2 separate regions of the Sus scrofa genome follow, and region 2 is linked to region 1. The links are chromatin contacts, called in public HiChIP or PLAC-seq maps. All regions are on one chromosome and are shown on one strand. The core of a region is the stretch at or near the end of the contact, and the rest is flanking DNA. Distances in the headings are between cores, read along the strand shown.

The links. HiChIP or PLAC-seq counts read pairs in DNA pulled down with a chosen protein or histone mark.
Region 2: an H3K27ac HiChIP or PLAC-seq map of alveolar macrophages shows a contact between it and region 1. The contact joins two enhancer-like sites. A contact is called at or near these places in 3 of 47 Hi-C or Micro-C datasets (alveolar macrophages, embryonic fibroblasts and subcutaneous adipose tissue) and 1 of 2 datasets of contacts at active chromatin or transcription factors (alveolar macrophages).

What each region holds. Positions count from the first base shown.
Region 1 is chr5:18,438,205-18,441,305 of Sscrofa11.1, forward strand. RARG (a long non-coding RNA gene) reads right to left here. Exons shown (of 9, transcript XR_002343956.1): 5 at 2,696-2,856; 6 at 2,319-2,495; 7 at 1,515-1,719; 8 at 716-874. Among named protein-coding and RNA genes, the nearest start is that of ITGB7, 5.4 kb to the left of the region's middle. Within about 2 kb of position 1,522, at least 5 of the 83 cell types and tissues checked have an H3K27ac peak or open chromatin away from gene starts, as enhancers often do. A contact at or near this core is called in alveolar macrophages, where this site is marked.
Region 2 is chr5:18,635,732-18,638,832 of Sscrofa11.1, forward strand. No RefSeq gene overlaps it. Among named protein-coding and RNA genes, the nearest start is that of AMHR2, 5.5 kb to the right of the region's middle. Within about 2 kb of position 1,565, at least 13 of the 83 cell types and tissues checked have an H3K27ac peak or open chromatin away from gene starts, as enhancers often do. A contact at or near this core is called in alveolar macrophages, where this site is marked.

The DNA of each region.
Region 1 (3,101 bases), core at 272-2,771:
ACTATCTGCCAGGCATCCTTCTAAACCAGACTGTCCGGGAGTTCCCACTGTGGCTCAGTGGGTTAAGAACCTGGCTAATATCCATGAGGACACAGGTTCGATCCCTGGCCTCGCTCAGTGGGTTAAGGATCTGGCGTTGCCACAAGCTGTGGCGCAGGTCACAGATGCAGCTCGGATCTGGCGTTGCTGTGGCTGTGGTGTAGGCTGGCAGCTGCAGCTCCTATTCGACCCCTAGCCTGGGAACCTCCATATGTCTCGGGAGCAGCCCAAGAAATAGCAAAAAAAAAGACAACAACAACAACAATAACAAAAAAAAACCCAGCACAGTCCAATAGAACTTTCTGGGATGATGGAAATATCTCTTCCATCCTGTGCAGTAGGCACTGGCCGCGCATGTGGCTGCTGAGCACTGGCAGCGTGGCTACCGCAACGGAGGAACTGAATTTGTAATTCAGTGCAGTTCTAAGTCCATTGGAGGTTGACTCACTTTTCCTTCACAACACTTAGAAGGTAGATTTCAGTCTAGCTCAGTTTACAAACAGGAAAATAAGGAAAAAAAGGAAAGGCGTTTGCCCAAAGCATCCCCACTAGCGTGTGGCAGAGCTGGGAGGCCTGCGTAGGCGGCCTGGGTCTCAGCTCCTCTGTACTCGTCTCTGTCTGAACTGGGAGACCGGCAGCTCTGGGAAGAGAGAGGGGAGGCTCGCTCCCAACTAACCCTTGGTGCTGATGCCCCGGAGGTCGGTAATCTTCATGAGCATCCTCGGGAACATGTAGGGCTGGCTGGGCCGCCGCCGCCGGGCATAGAGCCTCAGGGCTTCCAGCAATGGCTCCTGCAGCTTGTCCACTTTCTCGGGTTCCTCCAGGTCCATGCGGTCTGTGGGGATGAGCACAGGGGAGAGAGCGGGGAAGAGATGGGGAAGACAGTGACAAATGGCTGATCCCAAGAGGCCCTGCCCTATGGCCCTCTGGGCCCCAAACTTTTGGGGTTTTTGTTTGTTTGCTTGTTTGTTTGTTTACGTTCCACTTTTGGCCGCCCCGTGACATAGAGAGTTTCCAGGCCAGGGATCAGATCTGAGCTGCAGTTGCGACCTAAGCCAAAGATAGGGCAATGCCAGATCCTTACTTAACCCACTGTGCCAGGCCGGGGATCGAACCTGCGTCCCAGCGCTCCCAAGACACCACTGACCATCTTGTACCAGCGGGAGCTTTCAGGGCCCAAACTTTAACCCAGGCCATTTCCACTGCTCCAAGCCCTGTCCCGCCCCCTCTTCGGCAGGAGGTTTTCTCTGGTAAATCACTCCTGCCCGGACCTCTATGTCAGCACTAGTATCTGGGGTCTCCTCAGCTTCCCCTGGCTCTACCCTTCTTTTTGTTCTTTGTTCCAAGCCACCAGGGAGTCTGTACAGGAGCTGAGAAGTCTGTGGATGGGACCAAGGTCTCCCGCCTGGTGGGAGCTAAGGTGTGGGGTATGATAGGAAAGGAGCCCAAGTAAACGCCAGGGGGCGCCCGCGCACCTCCGCAGATGAGGCAGATGGCGCTGAGCAGCCCTGTCTCTGTGTCATCCATCTCCAGTGGCAGGAGCTGCCCAGCAAAGGCAAAGACGAGGTCTGTGAGGGGCCCGAAGCCAGCATTGTGCATCTGGGTCCGGTTCAGGGTCAGCCCATCAGAGAAGGTCATGGTGTCCTGCTCCGGGGTGTACCTTGTGCAGATCCGCAGCATCTGGAGGTGGGTGGGGGGTGGAGGCTTAGTGCTCTCTCTGGGGAGGCGTGCTTATGGGGGTGAGGAAAAGAGGGAATGAGGTACAGGCGCAAGGTGAGGAGGTTAGGTCCCAAGAAGGGCTGCCTGAGCAGGGAGGAGGAGGGAGGCAGCGAGGTGGAGGTTCTGAAGCTGGGAGAGGAAAGAGAAGTCAGAAGGAGGCAGGGCTTCCAGGAGTCTTAAGATCAGCTTTTAAGGGCCGTGGAGTTCCCACTGTGGCATAACGTAATCAGCAGTGCTCTGCAGTGCCAGGATGCAGCAGCACCAGGATGCAGGTTCAATCCCCAGCCTGGGATAGTGAGTCAGGGATCCGGCATTGCTGCAGCTGCGGGGTAGGTCACAACTGCGGCTCCAATCTGATCCCTGGCCAAGGAACTTCATATGCCGCGGGGTGGCCAAAAAAGAAAAAAGAGAGAGAGCTTCAGTTTGGGAGTTTGAGGAAATCTGGGGAGTCCCAGACTGCAGGCGGAATGCGAGGTAATGAAATCTTTGTGTGGATCAACTCCTTGGTCTTACATGAGGGTCAGGCTGTGGCAGAAGACGGGCCACAGGGTTTAACTTACCAGGATGTCCAGGCAGGCAGCCTTGAGCAGAGTGATCTGGTCAGCAATGCTGAGCCCTGTAAAGCCGGGCAGCCGCTTGGCAAACTCCACGATCTTAATGATGCACTTGGTGGCCAGCTCACTGAACTTGTCCCACAGCCCCAGATCCAGCTGCACGCGGTGGTCTGCACTGGAGTTCTGCAGGAAGGACATTAGAACATGAGCTAAGGCCCACCCTGGGGGGCTCTCTTCCTGCCAATAGCCCAGGCTCTCCCTCCTGCATTCGGATGCCCTCCTTGTCATCAGCACCAGACCGTGGCTCCAACACCAATCCCCCCCCACCTATTCTCTGAAGTCAACGGTCCCCTTCCCGCAGGGGGGCCCTGCCCACTCCTCACCGTGGTGTATTTGCCCAGCTGGCAGAGCGAGGGGAACGTCTCTTGATGGGCTTTGCTGACCTTGGTGATGAGCTCTTCTAACTGGGGGCTCAGTTCATAGCTGTCAAGCGACCCTTCTTCCTTCACCTCTTTCTTCTTCTTGTTCCGATCATTCCGCACAGCTTGGAGGCAGAGGCGCCAGGAGAGGGTCAGGACCCTAAGAACCTCCCTCCAGATATCCCCTCTCACCCTGATCGAATGTGCTCAGTCCTTCTCAGGAAGGTTCCGCCCCTGGGACCCTAGGCAGGGCCTCCGTTACACTGTCTCCCAACCTAGCTCCCATTCCCCAGCTGGCTCTCCCCAGCCCCACCCAGGGCCTGCAGCCCCTGCTCCCTCCCCAGGCCATTCGGCTCCATCCTGCCCTTCC
Region 2 (3,101 bases), core at 315-2,814, 200 kb after region 1:
CATGGCCTTCTCATCACATCCTATTGAGTATGTGATAGCCATATGATATTGCTGATAAAACTTTCATCACTGGTTAAGGTAGTATTTGCCAGGTTTCTTCACTGTTTTCTCTTTCCCTATTTGAAAGCAAGTCAGTAAAGTCTAGCCCATCCTTAATGGGGTTGGTAGAAATTAAGCCTCTGTGAGGAAATTCTTATTGAATAAGTACTCGTGTATTTATTTTATAGTTGGGATATAATTCAAATCTACATTATTTTTATTGCTCAAATTGTCCCAACTTTTTTTGTTTTGTTTACTCCAGCTCTGGACATTGGGAGCTCTATCAGGTGGACTTCTGTGTCCATTTGATATGTCTACATCCTTTTACTTTTTTGAGCATTTTCTTACTTTCTGATACGCAAGTTGCTTTAGGCCCATCTATATTTTGCCTAACACAGCTTGAGGTCAGCCATTTCTCCAAGGAGGCTTTGTTCATTTTATTGGAGAGTATGCTTAAAAGCCAAGACCTAGCTCCAACATTTTACATTCAGTTAATATTAACTTGTGTCTAGAATGATTGAATCTGGATTGTGGCCCCTTCTGAAATTACTGACAGCCTTTCCAATTTCCTGTCAACCTATGGATTTACTTCCCTTCCTACCTAAGAGTCCTTGGTTGATTGTTTATACTACAGCTACAAACATTCTTGATTATTTTTGTACATTTGACTTCCTGTGTCAGCATTGACAGTCACTCAGCCATTTGATTTCCTCATGTAGCCATTAGCAATATTACATTTTAACATTTAACTTTATTAGGGTTTTTTGGGGGGTGGTTATTTTTTGGCTTGGCAGCCCTAAGTGAGCCTTTAAAAGTTGTGTCAACTATTCAGTCAATAAACATTTATTAAGCCTTTACTATGTACTAGGTTGTGGATAAAAAATAAAACAAGGCAGGAGTTCCCGTCGTGGCTCAGTGGTTAACGAATCCGACTAGGAACCATGAGGTTGTGGGTTTGATCCCTGGCCTTGCTCAGTGGGTTAGGGATCTGGCATTGCCCTGAGCTGTGGTGTAGGTCATAGACACAGCTCAGATATCCCCTGTTGCTGTGGCTCTGGCATAGGCTGGCAGCTAGAGCTCTGATTGGACCCCTAGCCTGGGAATATCCTTATGCCGCTGGCACAGCCCAAAAAAAAAACAAAAAAATAAATAAAAAATAAAACAAGACAGGCCCTGCTATCAAGTAGTTCAGAGTCTGGCAAGTGAGACATACCATTAATTGCAGGTTTCCCAATCCTGACCCCATTTCTCAGCAGATGATTTTCTTCCAATTTCATAGAGAAAATGGAAGCATCAATTTCCTCAAACTTTCTTCTAACAAAGATCTATTTATTCACCAATACCAATTTACCCCTTCTATCTTTTTAGAGAAATATTTTGCTTTTGCAAGGCCAACCCTGCCACTTGTGCTCTCAACCTTATTTCCTTTGACTTCTTTTTGTTCTTGCTTTTTCTTTTTTTTAGGGCTGAATGTGCAGCGTATGGAAGTTCCCAGCTAGAGGTCAAATGGGAGTTGCAACTGCCGGCTTGCACCACAACCACAGCAACGCAGTATCCGAGCCTCATCTAACCTACCCCACAGCTCCTGGCAGCTCCAGATCTTTAACGCACTGAGTGAGGCCAGGGATCGAACCACATTCTCTTGCATACTAGTCAGGTTTGCTACTGCCCAGCCGCAACCCCTTTTTGTTCTTTATTTCGATAGCTTTTTTTTTCTCCTTTTATCTCCAGTCTCTCCTTGATTCCCTTTTGTTGACCTATGAGCGTGTTTGAGGTCAGCCTCCCTGCTGCTCCTCCCCCATTTTGAAAAACCCCTGCTTCCTCTTCAAGCTGCTGATCTAACCCTTTCATTTCCAAAGTTAGTGAAAGTAGTTTATGTTTAACTTTTCTCCTGTACTCACCCCTCAGGCCGCTTTGTTCAGCACCCAGTGTTTGGGTTTTGGTTTTTTTTTGTTTTTTTCTTGTGTTTCAGGGTCACACCCACTGCATACGCCTGCTGCATATGGAAGTTCCCAGGCTAGGGATCAAATCTGAGCTACAGCTGCTGGCCTATAGCCACAACAACATGGGGTTCGAGCCATGTCTTCGACCTACACCACACTCACAGCGACACCGAATCCTTAACCCACTGAGCAAGGCCAGGGATCGAACCCGCATCCTCATGGATACTAGTCAGATTCGTTTCCACTGCGCCATGACAGGAATTCCTAAATTCTTTCTTAATACCAGTGCCCTGGTTGCCTGCTCCAGTGCTCTTTTCAGTCCTTAGCTTATTAGACCTCTCTGCCACAACGTGCATCTTGGTGCTTTCTTCCATGGAATGTGAGACTGAGGCACTCACACTTGTGGTTCTCCTTCGACCTTTCTGCCTACTTGCTTCATTCTCCTCCGTAGCCACTTCCTCCTCTGTTCCTGAAATAATGGTATTCCCCATCCTGGGTCTTTTCCTCACTCTGCCTTTCACCCCTAAACAAGTTGCACCCACTCTTTAGCTATTGCATACATGATGGTAACTCCCAAATCAAAACCCTTCACTTTTTTTTCAACCTGATACCCTGCTGAGTGGACATTTTCATCTGGGTGTCCCACAGATAACTCAAACTCAACATGTAAGAAAGGGAAATAATCCTTTGTGTTTCTTACCTCACTTAGCAGTAATGACTACCCCTTGATCACTTACATGTGAAACCCAGAATCACTTTTTAATTCTCCCCTTTATCTACCAACATTCATTTGATTACCGATTCTGTCACTATTACCGATACAGTATATCGCAATTCCCTCCCCCCTTTATTTTTATTTCCACCATCCTGGTACTCACCCTGATACAGTATATCTCAATTTTCCCCCCCTTTATTTTTGTTTCCACTGTCCTGGTACTCACCCTGGCTACTGCTTAGGTCTTATAACTGATCTCCCAGTCTCCCTGAGCCCCAGTCATCCATCTTCCACGTTGCCATTTGACCATTGTCTAAAATCTTTGGCTTTTAAGAAGAGTCTGGGAGTTCCCGTCATGGCTCAGTGGAAACAAATCCAACTAGTATCCACAAGGATGCAAACAC